Regions from separate parts of the Mus musculus genome. Here region 1 is linked to region 2. The links are chromatin contacts, called in public promoter capture Hi-C maps. All regions are on one chromosome and are shown on one strand. Each heading gives the region's core, a stretch centred on a gene start, on an enhancer-like site or on the middle of the called end of the contact. The rest is flanking DNA. Distances are from core to core; before and after follow the strand shown.

Evidence for each region. Capture Hi-C pulls out chosen DNA fragments and counts their contacts.
Region 1: a contact with region 2 is called in a promoter capture Hi-C map of adipose tissue. The contact joins two enhancer-like sites. A contact is called at or near these places in 1 of 15 datasets of contacts at CTCF or cohesin (the NIH/3T3 cell line), 9 of 484 Hi-C or Micro-C datasets (the HPC-7 cell line, embryonic stem cells, epidermal suprabasal cells and 4 more), 2 of 115 datasets of contacts at active chromatin or transcription factors (embryonic stem cells and hepatocytes) and 4 of 9 other capture datasets (adipose tissue, embryonic stem cells, liver and 1 more).

The regions. Positions count from the first base shown.
Region 1 is chr4:149,253,869-149,259,743 of GRCm38.p6, reverse strand. Kif1b (kinesin family member 1B) reads left to right here. Exons shown (of 49, transcript NM_001290995.1): 15 at 1,663-1,874. Among named protein-coding and RNA genes, the nearest start is that of Kif1b, 51 kb to the left of the region's middle. Within about 2 kb of position 3,978, at least 115 of the 459 cell types and tissues checked have an H3K27ac peak or open chromatin away from gene starts, as enhancers often do. A contact at or near this core is called in adipose tissue, where this site is marked.
Region 2 is chr4:149,180,776-149,186,608 of GRCm38.p6, reverse strand. Kif1b (kinesin family member 1B) reads left to right here. Exons shown (of 49, transcript NM_001290995.1): 44 at 435-506; 45 at 2,179-2,300; 46 at 4,192-4,341; 47 at 4,608-4,800; 48 at 5,007-5,125; 49 at 5,799-5,833. Among named protein-coding and RNA genes, the nearest start is that of Pgd, 17 kb to the right of the region's middle. Within about 2 kb of position 4,193, at least 25 of the 459 cell types and tissues checked have an H3K27ac peak or open chromatin away from gene starts, as enhancers often do. A contact at or near this core is called in adipose tissue, where this site is marked.

The DNA of each region.
Region 1 (5,875 bases), core at 2,729-5,228, 73 kb before region 2:
ACCTCCGCCTGTCCCTCTTTCCCACCTTCTGCCATCATCTGATGGATGATTTTTGCTCCAGTTCCTGTTTGCTTTTTAAACATGCCTCTTTGCTTGGTTTCCCATGTTTCCCTTTTATCTGTAGATGGTAGTTTTCAAACTGTCTTGAAGCAGCTACCACAGGCAGGCTTCAAGAACTGGTTTCCATTCAGTAGTAGAGATGAGATGAGTCACCCAGCGAGTGACTGTGTCCCAGCCACTTCCATTGCCCTATCCTTTGAGGGAAACTGAGTTCTGATAGGAATTCAAGGAACGTAAATTTTCTCAAATTTAAAAATGAGAGCCAGGAAGATGGCTCCGTGGATAAAGGTGCTTGCTACCAAGCCTAAGGACTTGATTTAGATCCCTGGTTCCCACATAGTGGAAGGAGAGAACTGACTCTCACAAGTTGTCCTCTGACCACACAGGAACACACACAAAAGAAATCAATGTAATTTAAACAAACAAACAAACACTTAATGAGCTAATTTTACCATAGAAATGTAAGTAGACATGTTAGCACACATCTGTAATCCCACAGTGTGAGCACTCAGGAGTAGGAGGTCAGAAAGTTAAGAGTTCAAGGTCATTCTTGGCCACAATGCAAATATGAGGTTAGGCTGAGCTGCATGAGACCCTGTCTTCAAAGAACAAGATAGATGGACCGCACCAGTGGTTTCTTTGCAGTTCATTTGAGAAGGATGATTAATGAATAAAATTACAAAAAAAGCAAATGAGTCAGTTTTGTTATTGGTGGACGTTTTACCGGGACCAAATTTAAGACTATTATTTTCAGTTGTATTCCAGACTTTAGTTACTGCAAATATGTCTTAAACACTTGCCTATCATACTAGGGAGAAAGCTTACCAGTGTTCCAGTCATTAAGCCATTAGACACAGGGCTTTTACTTAAATTATCAAATGGTTTGTAGTTTTTGTTTACTGTGACTTAAAAATGGAAAATATACTAAAATTAATTTATTTATTTATTAATTTATATTAAAATTAATTAATATACTTGTTAATTCACTAGTTGTTCTTTCCTATTGAAACAAGCATTCACAATGACTATCATACCATATTTCCTCAAAATTATTCTCATTTCTTCAGTTCTTTTAATTTAGAGTATATTTTTGGCATGTTAAAGTGCTTCTATGCAAAGACTACTAAATGCTCAGGGTTGGAACTAACATTTCTTAATTTCACTGAACACTAAACTAGGCCAGTATGTGGTATTAATTGCTATTTTTCCCTTTCTGTTAAAAACAAGTGGAGTTTAAAAATAGAGTAAAACTGTAGATACTGAAGACTTGGAATAACTGGAAGAATTTAAGGGCTTAGTTTACTTTAGTTTGCCAGTAGTTTTACCTGCTTAGGAAGAACATCTTTAAAGCTCTGGCTATGCCTTCCCATGCTGGAAATGTCTCAGTTCTAAATTTAGAAGGGGCTGACTGCTTAGGGTCAATATTGAAGAAGGACATGTTTTAGAACTGCCATCTAGTACAGTTCCATAGCTTGTCTGTGTTAGAGCGTGTGTTCATCTTGGGCTTTGATGCTGTCCTTTCTCACACTGCTGTTCCTTCCTGTCTTTTTCCCTCCTCTGCTCCTTCTTTCCTTTTTTCTACCTTTTCTTTCTGTCTCCCAGATCTGAAAGATTTTCAGAACAATAAGCATAGGTACTTGCTAGCCTCTGAGAATCAACGCCCTGGCAATTTTTCCACAGCATCCATGGGGTCCCTCACTTCATCTCCATCTTCATGCTCACTTAATAGTCAGGTGGGCTTAACATCTGTGACCAGTATTCAGGAGAGGATCATGTCTACACCTGGAGGGGAGGAAGCCATTGAACGTCTGAAGGTAAGTCTGAAGGTTGAATGCAGCGCATTCTCTGTCGTTCTAGAAGACAGAACTAGGACTGAATGAGCATCACAGAAATGTTGGCTTAGCACAGGGAGATGTTAACTGTTAGAGGTGTCCTGAAAATGAAATTATTTGTTTAATTCCTTTTTATCAGAATGTTTGAGTTTGGCTTGGCCCAAGATGAAAAGGTCCTAAGTTAGCCATACAAAGATTTACATTAATTTGAAGGTCATTTATAAGTCACAGTCACGTTGCTTGTTAGATGTTTAGTTTTAAAGCTAGATATGGTGGCCTGAACCTGATAAGCCAGTAGTATTCAAGAGATGGAGAACAGGGGTGAGGTGTTTGGCATCATCCTGGTTGCATAGTGAGTTCGAGGCCAGCCTAGGTAATACGAAACCCTTTCTAAAGTGATAATAATTTACATAGAATAACTAGTTGGAAAATTTGGTTTTACTGAAGATAGAATTCTCCATAGAGCAGTCTTCCATTAGTAACATTAATATATAATTAACTGTAAGTTTGAACATTTAAGTAGAAATAGCTGGTTTATTAGGTTACATGAAATTAGACCTTTTAGAACTCACAAAGCCCTTAGTTATGGGAGAAGAGGGCTTTCTCCTCCTGTCTGGTACAGCTGAGCTCCTTGGGCCATGGTGCTACTCAACTGTAAATTGCCCACTGTATTGGTTCCTTGCTGGAACCAAATACCTGAGAAGAAGCAACATAAGGGAGCGTTTGTTTTTACGTCATGGTTTGCGGTTAGTCTGAAGAGAAGGCGTGGCTGCTGGAGTTTCCATGAGGCTGCCTGCTCGCATCTTTGCAGATCAGGAAGCAGAGAAAGAGTACTCACCTGGCTTTCTCATTGCCCCTCTTTATTTCGGTCTCGAACCCCACTTCACAGGATAGTTCTGCCACATTCGTGGTGGGTTTCCTCTCTCTCTAGCTTCTCTGGCAGTGCTCTCGCTGACAGTCAGACACGGATCTAGTTTTAAGTTGTGTTAAGTTGATTATTGTCACATTATTCCTGGCTCCCAGCTCTGCAGACGGGGGTTCTTTCAGTCTGTTGCTGGCTATGGCCATTTGTGTTTTGGCTCTGCATGAATGTGAAAATCAGGAGTAGTCCTTGTCCTTCCTTCAGCGACTGCAGTGAGAGCAGACAGGTGTCACCTGTGGTGCTGAGGCCATACTGCCAGCACTCCTGCCAGCATCGGGCCACAGCGGGAGCATCATGTTCTCTTGCCTGCTGCCTGCTGCCTGCTGCCTCCATTCTCTTGGCCTGTGTGTTCAAGAGTACTAGGGTAGGGGAAACTCACTGAGAATGTAGAAGTCACGGCCATGCTCCCAGTCAGGGACCCTCTTCACCATCACTCAGTATCCCCCACTAACAACTGTGCCCATCTGAAGACAGTTGAGAACAGCGGCTCTCTAATAGGTAAAGTCATGAGAGAGGAAGGTAGCCAGGCTGGCTTGTTGAACACTTCACTACAGAGGTCAGTGAATCTGTGTCAGGTGCTGTCACTGTGGCTTTCAGGTGAACTGTAACAGACTTCCTGTGAGTCCTTTCTTATCATCCCATCTTTTCCTTTGATTTCTTCCTTCAAAAGGAAGGTGATTCCAAAATAAAAACAATGCTTTTGTGTCTTGATTCAGAAAGTAAGTGAAGTTCTAAAATGCCTGGCAAAAGGAGAGGAGGGAGACATCTTTTTATTCAAGGTGCAAGGTGCAGGGTGATCTCTGCTGTTGTGAAACCGACTTGGAAGCTTTCCTATGGATTCTGTGGGAGTCCTGTGTGGGAAGGAGTGTTCATTCACAATTTCCTCATTAGGAGGGGTCAGTGACCATGTTGCCAGCAGGACTCTGGCAGTAGGGAAAAGTGAAACTTCCCTCTAATTGTTTACATCAAATGTTCACCTCCTTTAGAGATGGTGAATCTTACCTATTTTTATATTGTACCTTCCTGAAGAAGTGAGATTACCCTTTTCTTTCTCTGATGTAAAGGAGAAATTGCTTTCTGCTTGCTAGCTAGAACCAGCTGACAGCAATGCCGCGTGTTAGGAGTCAGGACGGCAAGTAGGCTTTTTAAGAATGAGGTCACCCAGTAGCCGTTCCCAGTGGCTTTCAGGGAATAATGCTTTCCTTATTGGAGGAATTCTCTCCCAACTGCCTAAATCCGATGAAAACAAAGCTGTAATACTTTAATCAGCACATAAACTGCTCTCTTAACTTCCCTTGAAGCAACGTAAGTAAAATCTTTCTCTAGCTTTATTCTAGAGTGCAAATAGCTTCTTTACAGCTTTGTGATCAGTCACGCCGTAGCTCACTGAAGCAGAAGCCTGGTTCTGCTCTGACGTTGTGAATGGTGAGAATTCCTTTTGGACAGGCCTGCATTTTAATGATGCAGGCAGAGAACATCTTTCATCCAGCGTGTGGGACAGCAGTTGTACAATAGAAACGCTTGAGAATGTCCTAGGAGCTGCATTCCTAAGGCATGACACTGCAAGAGAAAAATACTGTAATGGAGAACAGCAACAATGGGGGCTAATCCATCTTCCTAACGGTTTCTTTGCCTTTCTTTGCTCCTCTGTATTTTTAGCTTAAGGTCAGCGTTCGCACATTACTTTTCAATAGGTGCTGCTCCCTCCTTCCTCATTGACTAGCCTATTTCCATACATAATATTAGTATCCCGATTCCTTTCTAAACTTCTCTGGCAAAAAAAAAAAAAAAAAAGAAACAAGATAGTGGTATGTAATTTTTCTTTAAAGCCAGGACTTGAACTGAGTTGAAGTCTCGCATACATGACTTGGTCTTTGTACTCAGTACTAAGCTGTAAGCATGTAGCTATAGCCACTGGCTCTGATGTTTATAGACTGGCATCAAAGTCAGTACTGAGAATGCCATCGCCCAGATTTAGCCTATAAATATCTATAAACATCCATCATAGAAGTGAGCAGGACAAATGCTGTCCCAAGCAGTGTTTTGACCCCACGCTTGGACTCACTCAGGAAGCTTGGGTACAGTGAACCTTAGCTACCTGGTGGCTTCAAGCAGTGCTCCATGGAGTAAACATCCAATCTTCCAAATGTTAAAACATAACCTACAATGTTTTTTCGAAGTATGTCTGATTTGCCTTACCAAATTTCCTACCTTCTTACTGCCTCATCAAGAAGAAATAAAGAGCTGAGCTGAACATAGTAGCACATCCTGTAGTAGTCTCGGGACTGAGGCCGCAGGATCAGCGATTCAGCATCATCTGTGACCAGTGAGTGTGAGGTTAGGCAGGGCCATGTGAGATCCTGTCTGTCAGTCAATCAGTCAATCAATTAATCAATCAATCAAGTAAAGATCAGTAATAGTTAGGAAGACCAGGTCAAGGAGTAAGATAAGCTTAGGTAAATTGCCTAGATTTTTGATCTTTAGTTTTCTTATGTATAGAGTGATTGTAGAATTAGTGTTAGTCAGTCTTTGCTGGCACTAAAGGTTTGCTAGTGTGCCACTCAGTTAACGCTTTCTCTAAGCCGCTGGAGTGTTTGCTTGTCTTTTGTTTTTCAGTTTTTGAGACAGGGTTTCTCTGTGCAGCCCTGGCTGTCCTGGAACTCACTCTGTAGACCAGGCTGGCCTCGAACTCACAGAGATCCACCTACTTCTGCCTCCCAAGTGCTGGGATCAAAGGCGTGTGCCACCACTGCCTGGCTTTCCTTGGAGCCTTTTGAAAATAATAGATTTTCAAACAATATAAATATTATAACTTAATACCATGATTTTAAAAAAAGAAAGAAAAAAATACCTTGCTTGTTTGATGTTAGTATCACCCTTCCTCTATCTGGTGCAAATGTACACATGGATTCACTACTTATCTATTTTTATTAGGACTTGGAAGACTTGTGTGTCTGATGTGCACTTAATTTTAGGCTTAATTTTGAGTTTGAGTTGTTTTGTAATAAGAAAAAATGAAATAGAGTTTAAAACATTTATGATTCTTACCTTCTAAAAAAGG
Region 2 (5,833 bases), core at 2,944-5,443:
GTCTGATGAGTGCTGGAATTAGAGGTGTATATTGCCATGTCTGGTTCTGCTGCTATATTCCTAGTGAGATAGGGTTTCTCTATTATGTTACCCTTGCTGTCCTGAAACTTGCTATATGTAGACCAGGCTAGTCTTGAACTCACAGAGATCTGTCTACCCCTGTTTCTCTAATGCTATCATGGGCCACCATGCTCTGCTCCTAAGCACTTCTAAGCTATGTCAGTAGTCATTTGCTTTGGTTGTATTAAGGATGATTGTTGAAATCCATTTGCTTTTTACTGCCTTAACTAGACACATGCTAGCTTTCCTTAGCCTATTCGTAGGTAGCATAGGTATAGGACTTATTAGTTCTCCTTGTATACAGGACTTCATTTAACCATTGGAAGTTTATGTTCAGCCCTGACTGACTGACTCTCTACCATCTCTCATTTCAGTGCCTGCAGCTTCTCACCCACACTTTCAACCGAGAATTCAGCCAGGTGCACGGCAGCATCAGTGACTGTAAGGTGAGCACGTTGAGGCCATTGCGTGTCACGGGTGTGGTGTGGACCGTTCCCTTTTCAGCTGTCCAAATTGTCACAACTTGTGCTGCTTTTAGAGGCTGCGATGGGTGTAGACTGTATCTGAAGGGGTGTGACATTATGCTCTGGCGTGGCTTCTGATTTTGTCAGAACACTGACTTCTGAAGTTGACAGATGCCTTCTAGGATGAGTAGGATTGCTGTCATAGGAAATATTTAGGTGTTTGTTTGTTTGTTTGTTTGCTTTGGTTCCCTTTGAAGAGCTTGTGATGTTGGGCAGTACTAAGCTTTTGTGTGAAATGAAAACATGAGCTGTTGGTGGCATTGGACTTAATGCGTTGAGCAAAAGGTGATAGCTCCTGAGAGAACCTGTGTGTCCTCCATGGCTTGACCCTTTGGCTTTTCCTTCAGCCTTCGCAGCTCCTGCCTGCCTGGGTCTCTCTGCACCTCACATGCCTTCTTCCAGACATTCATTCCCATGCTTGCCTCCCTCATCATTTCTGCTTTCTGCTCCACCATTGCCTTCTTGGGAGTGGGCCTCTTTCAGCCCCCACAGCAGGCCAGCCACCCCCTGAAACATTTGTTTATTTTTCCTCTTTATTATTTTAATTTTATATGTATGGGTATTTTGCATGCATGTAGCTCTGTGCATCGTGTTTGTACCTGATGCCTGTGGAGGTCAGAAAAAGACGTTGGATCCCATGGATCTGAAGTCCCAGATAGTTGTGAACTACTGTGTGGATGCTGGGACTCAAACCCAGGTCCTATGTAAGAGCAGCCAGTTCGCTGGGCGTGGTGGTGCACGCCTTTAATCCCAGTACTCAGGAGGCAGAGGCAGGTGGATTTCTGAGTTCGAGGCCAGCCTGGTCTACAAAGTGAATTCCAGGACAGCCAGGGCTACACAGAGAAATCCTGTCTCAGAAAACTAAAAAAAAAAAAAAAAAAGCAGCCAGTTCTCTTAACCACTGAGACATATTTCTGACCCTACTATCTGGTACTTTTTGGTTTTGTTCTATTTACTTATTCATTTGTTCATTCATTCATTCGTTCGTTCGTTCATTTGGGTTTTTTGCGACATGGTCTAACTGTGTATCATGGGCCTGACCATCTGGCACGTTTTGAAAGTCTGTCTCCCTTCTTCACTAATGTATGCTCCGCTCCATGAGTGCAGGACTTTGCCATGTGCTTTGAACAATAGGTGCTTGGCGTGTGTGTGCAGGCTGTGTAATAGCAGGGAGAATTAGAGACACATAGAGCTTCTCATTCTTTCTCTCCCCTCCCTCATCTCTCTCCTTCCTCCTCCTCCTCTTCTTCACTCTGGGGACAGAAACAAGGGTTTGGTGCGTTGCCTATGAGCAGTAATAATTGTGTTACAGAGGCTTGTTTTCTTTAATGACTTTGAATCAGCCTTAAAAAAGATGGCTATCTTAGACGACTTTTGCTGCTCTCTGTGGCAGAGGCAGACGTAAAGTGCTTGTCATATAAGCATGAGAACCTGCGTTCAGATCCACAGCGCCCGTGTAAAAAGAGTCGCCTCTGATCCCAGGGTTGAGGCGGCCGAGACGGCAGATCCTGGGCTTGCTGCTGCCTAGTCTAGCTAACGTTGAGCTCCGTTGTGCTGCTGCTGCTGAGTCTCATTGGTGCTGCCTTTGTTGTAGTTGTCTGACATCTCTCCAATTGGACGGGACCCCTCTGTGTCCAGTTTCAGCAGTTCCACCCTCACGCCCTCCTCCACTTGCCCCTCCTTGGTGGACTCCAGGAGCAGCTCTATGGATCAGAAGTGAGTACTCAGATTTCACAGAGACAAAGTACCAGTTTTTCTATAGTTCTGGATTCAGCTCAACATCACTGTCCTATTCTGGACAACTCTAGAGTGTGTGGGCACTTTCTTCATTTAAGTTTATTAACTTTAGGTTGTTATTAGATGTATGAAATTGTTATATGTGCTACTAAGAAAGCAGAAGCTAGTTAAAAACACAAATCAAATGTAAGATGGATCCAAAGAAATGATAAAGCATAGAGGCCCACCGAGATGGCTCAGATGGTGAAGCGCTTGCTGTGCCAGCATGAGAACCTGCGTTCAGCTCCCCAGCATCCGCATAAAAAGCATCTGCAGGGGAACAGGACTGGTCTCAGTGCTGAGGAGGCTGAGACAGGTGGATCTAAGAGCTGGGGGACGGGAGGAGTGTCTTCTGGATGTGGTCACCTGCCTGAGACCTGCATAAGAAGAAGCCAGCCCATGGATTGGGAGGGGCTCAGGGGGCCCAGTTCCTAGCTGAGGAGCTATTGGCAACTGATGGCTGCTGGGAAAGAGTCCTTTTTCTTTGTGGCATGGCCACTGGTCCGTGCTCTAGTATCTGGCCCACGCCTGTGTGAGTGTAGACAGCACTAACTGAACTCACTGGATTACTGACATGAAGCTGGAAGGGCTGTGTGGTGGTGGAGATGACCAAAGTACATTGTATAGGGTATAAAACTCACAGAATAAATAGATACTACATAAAAGGTAAAAACTTAGCACAATTAAGTGGAGAATGATAGAGGAAGGCATCTAGTGAGAGAGGAAGGCTTCCACATGCATGAGCTCATGCATACACACACACTCACACACACACACACACTCAAACACACACACAAACATACCCATGCACACATGTACGCACACACACACAAAAATAGTAAAGCTTGCAAAATGAACCTTTTTTTTTTTAAGATTTTTTTATTTTATGAGTACACTGTAGCTGTCTTCAGACACACCAAAGAGGGCATCAGATTCCATTATAGATGGTTGTGGTTGCTGGGAATTGAACTCAGGACATCTGGAAGAACTATAAGTGCTCTTAACTGCTGAGCCATCTCTCCAGCCTCAAAATGGACCTTTAGAATCAGAAATATACAGAATCATCAGGCTAAGCTATTCTAGGAGACCCCTAACAACCAGAACAGAGGCCTAAAGAATGATGGCGTTCACTACTCTACTCCTCTGCTCTTAGGAGCCTTCTCAGCTAGGTCCAGGTTCTTCTTCATTTGTTTGCTTTATCTGCTATCCACAAGATGTGAACTTTTTTTTTCTAAAGGATTTATTTATTTATTAAGTACACGGTATTCTGCCTGCATTTATGCCTGCAAGCCAGGAGAGGGCACTCGTCCTCGTTACAGATGGTTGTGAGCCACCATGTGGTTGCTGGGAATTGAACTAATGAGAGTCTGGAAGAGCAGACAGTGCTCTTAACCTCTGAGCCATCTCTCCAGCCCAAGATGTGAACTTTTTAAAACCCCTTAGAAACTTGCTATAGCACAGTGGCCAAGCATCTTCCTGTGTCTCTGACTGGGCAGTCTACCAGTCCCAGAGAGAGCTGCTGCTGTCAGTCAGGGGCCACACTTTGAGACCCACTGTGTCAGTTCTGGCCATGAGACTGATAGGACACTCCTGAGGGAACACAGTTCCTATCAGATGCTTGTGTTCTCAGGACTCAGTGGCCCCAGTGTCCTGTTCCACGGAGAAGATGCTGGAATGAGGGTTACCTTTCTGACACCAGCTTCTCTTAGCTGACCTCTGAAACTGATGTTTGCCTCTGGCACTTGGGCAGGCGCACTGTGTCTGGTGAGGTCATGTCCACAGTGGCTCTGACCTAACTGACGTGCTTCTTACTCTTTGCTTCCTCTGTAAGGACCCCAGAAGCCAACTCTCGTGCCTCCAGTCCCTGCCAAGAATTTGAACAGTTTCAGATCGTCCCAACTGTGGAGACACCCTATTTGGCCCGAGCAGGGAAGAATGAATTTCTCAATCTTGTTCCAGACATTGAAGAAGTCAGAGCGGGGTGAGTCCTGTGGCATGCACCCTTTCTAGCTCTGCTGTGCAAGGCTGTTCCAGCCTAGAGCACAGGGCTGTGCTGCCGTGTGCGGTGGGCATCTGGGCCTAGCACATTGTGCTGATGTGACCAGTGATGATCTAGGCCAACTGGATCATTTTCCTGTCCTGGTGCATCTGAGGGCTCGCCTAGTGGAAGCATGTATCGATGGGTCGATCTCAGCTTACTACTGTTTACTTTAGGAGAAACTGACTTCTTTTACAATGTCCTTTCAGATCAGTGGTATCTAAGAAAGGATACCTGCATTTCAAAGAGCCACTTTCCAGTAACTGGGCTAAACATTTCGTTGTGGTTCGTCGCCCTTACGTCTTCATCTATAACAGTGACAAAGACCCAGTAGAGCGTGGCATCATTAACCTGTCTACAGCACAGGTGGAGTACAGCGAGGACCAGCAGGCCATGGTGAAGGTCAGTCTCTCCTGACTTGGCTGTCTGATGCTCCCTGTGTTCTTCCCTTTTGAGTCTGGCGTTCTAGTCTGTGGCATGGATCCTAGTTTATATCTGGGTTGCATGAACTTTCGGTGTGAAGTGCTGTGCACCCTGTGAATTTGGCAAGATGTTCCTAACTGTTCATTCTCTCCAATAACTTTCTTCTACCTAATGTCTCTTCCCAGACACCTAATACTTTTGCTGTATGCACAAAGCACCGTGGGGTCCTTCTGCAAGCTCTCAATGACAAAGACATGAATGACTGGTTATATGCCTTTAACCCACTTCTGGCTGGCACAATAAGGTCAGATACTGTTCTTTTGCTTCATTTCCTCATGCTGAGACAGTCTCACTGTATAGCCCAAGCCAGATTCTAAGTTCTCCACCTCATCCCAAGGACTGGGTTTACAGGTGTGCACTACCATGCCTGGCTCGTGAAAGCTCTTTCTCACATTTACATGAGTAGGAAAGATGTGTCGTTCTAACTGGGATGAAAATGGAAAGGAAGGCAAGGGTACGATGATGAGTTACAGGGTGAGACGAGTGCCCTGCTTCCAGTGCAGTGTCGTGCGTCCTCAGCCGTAAGGACACCACCGGTCCTATCCTTCATCTCCTTTAGGTTTCAGTTTTCAGGAGGTCTGCAGAAGGCCCAGAGCACCGAGTAAAGGAGAAACAGTGCTTTAATGGACTCCCATAGTTCAGGCTGTGTGAGAGGAGCGCATCTCACAGAGTCCCCAGCGTAGGAAAGACCTCATAGCTGTCCCTGGGCTACTGTTAGGAGTCATAATGTCCATATGTGCTCTGCAGGCTATCTGCTCTGCGACCCCTGTGAAAAGGGTATTCAACCCCCAAAGGGGTCTCGAGTTGAGAACTGCTGGTCCAGCCATTTGTTTAGGAGCGTAGAAGCCTGGCCTGCAGAATCGGCTGGGAGAGACCAGCATCCACTCTTCTAACGCTGCCTCCTGTTTTTCTCATAGGTCAAAACTCTCTCGCAGATGCCCGAGCCAGCCAA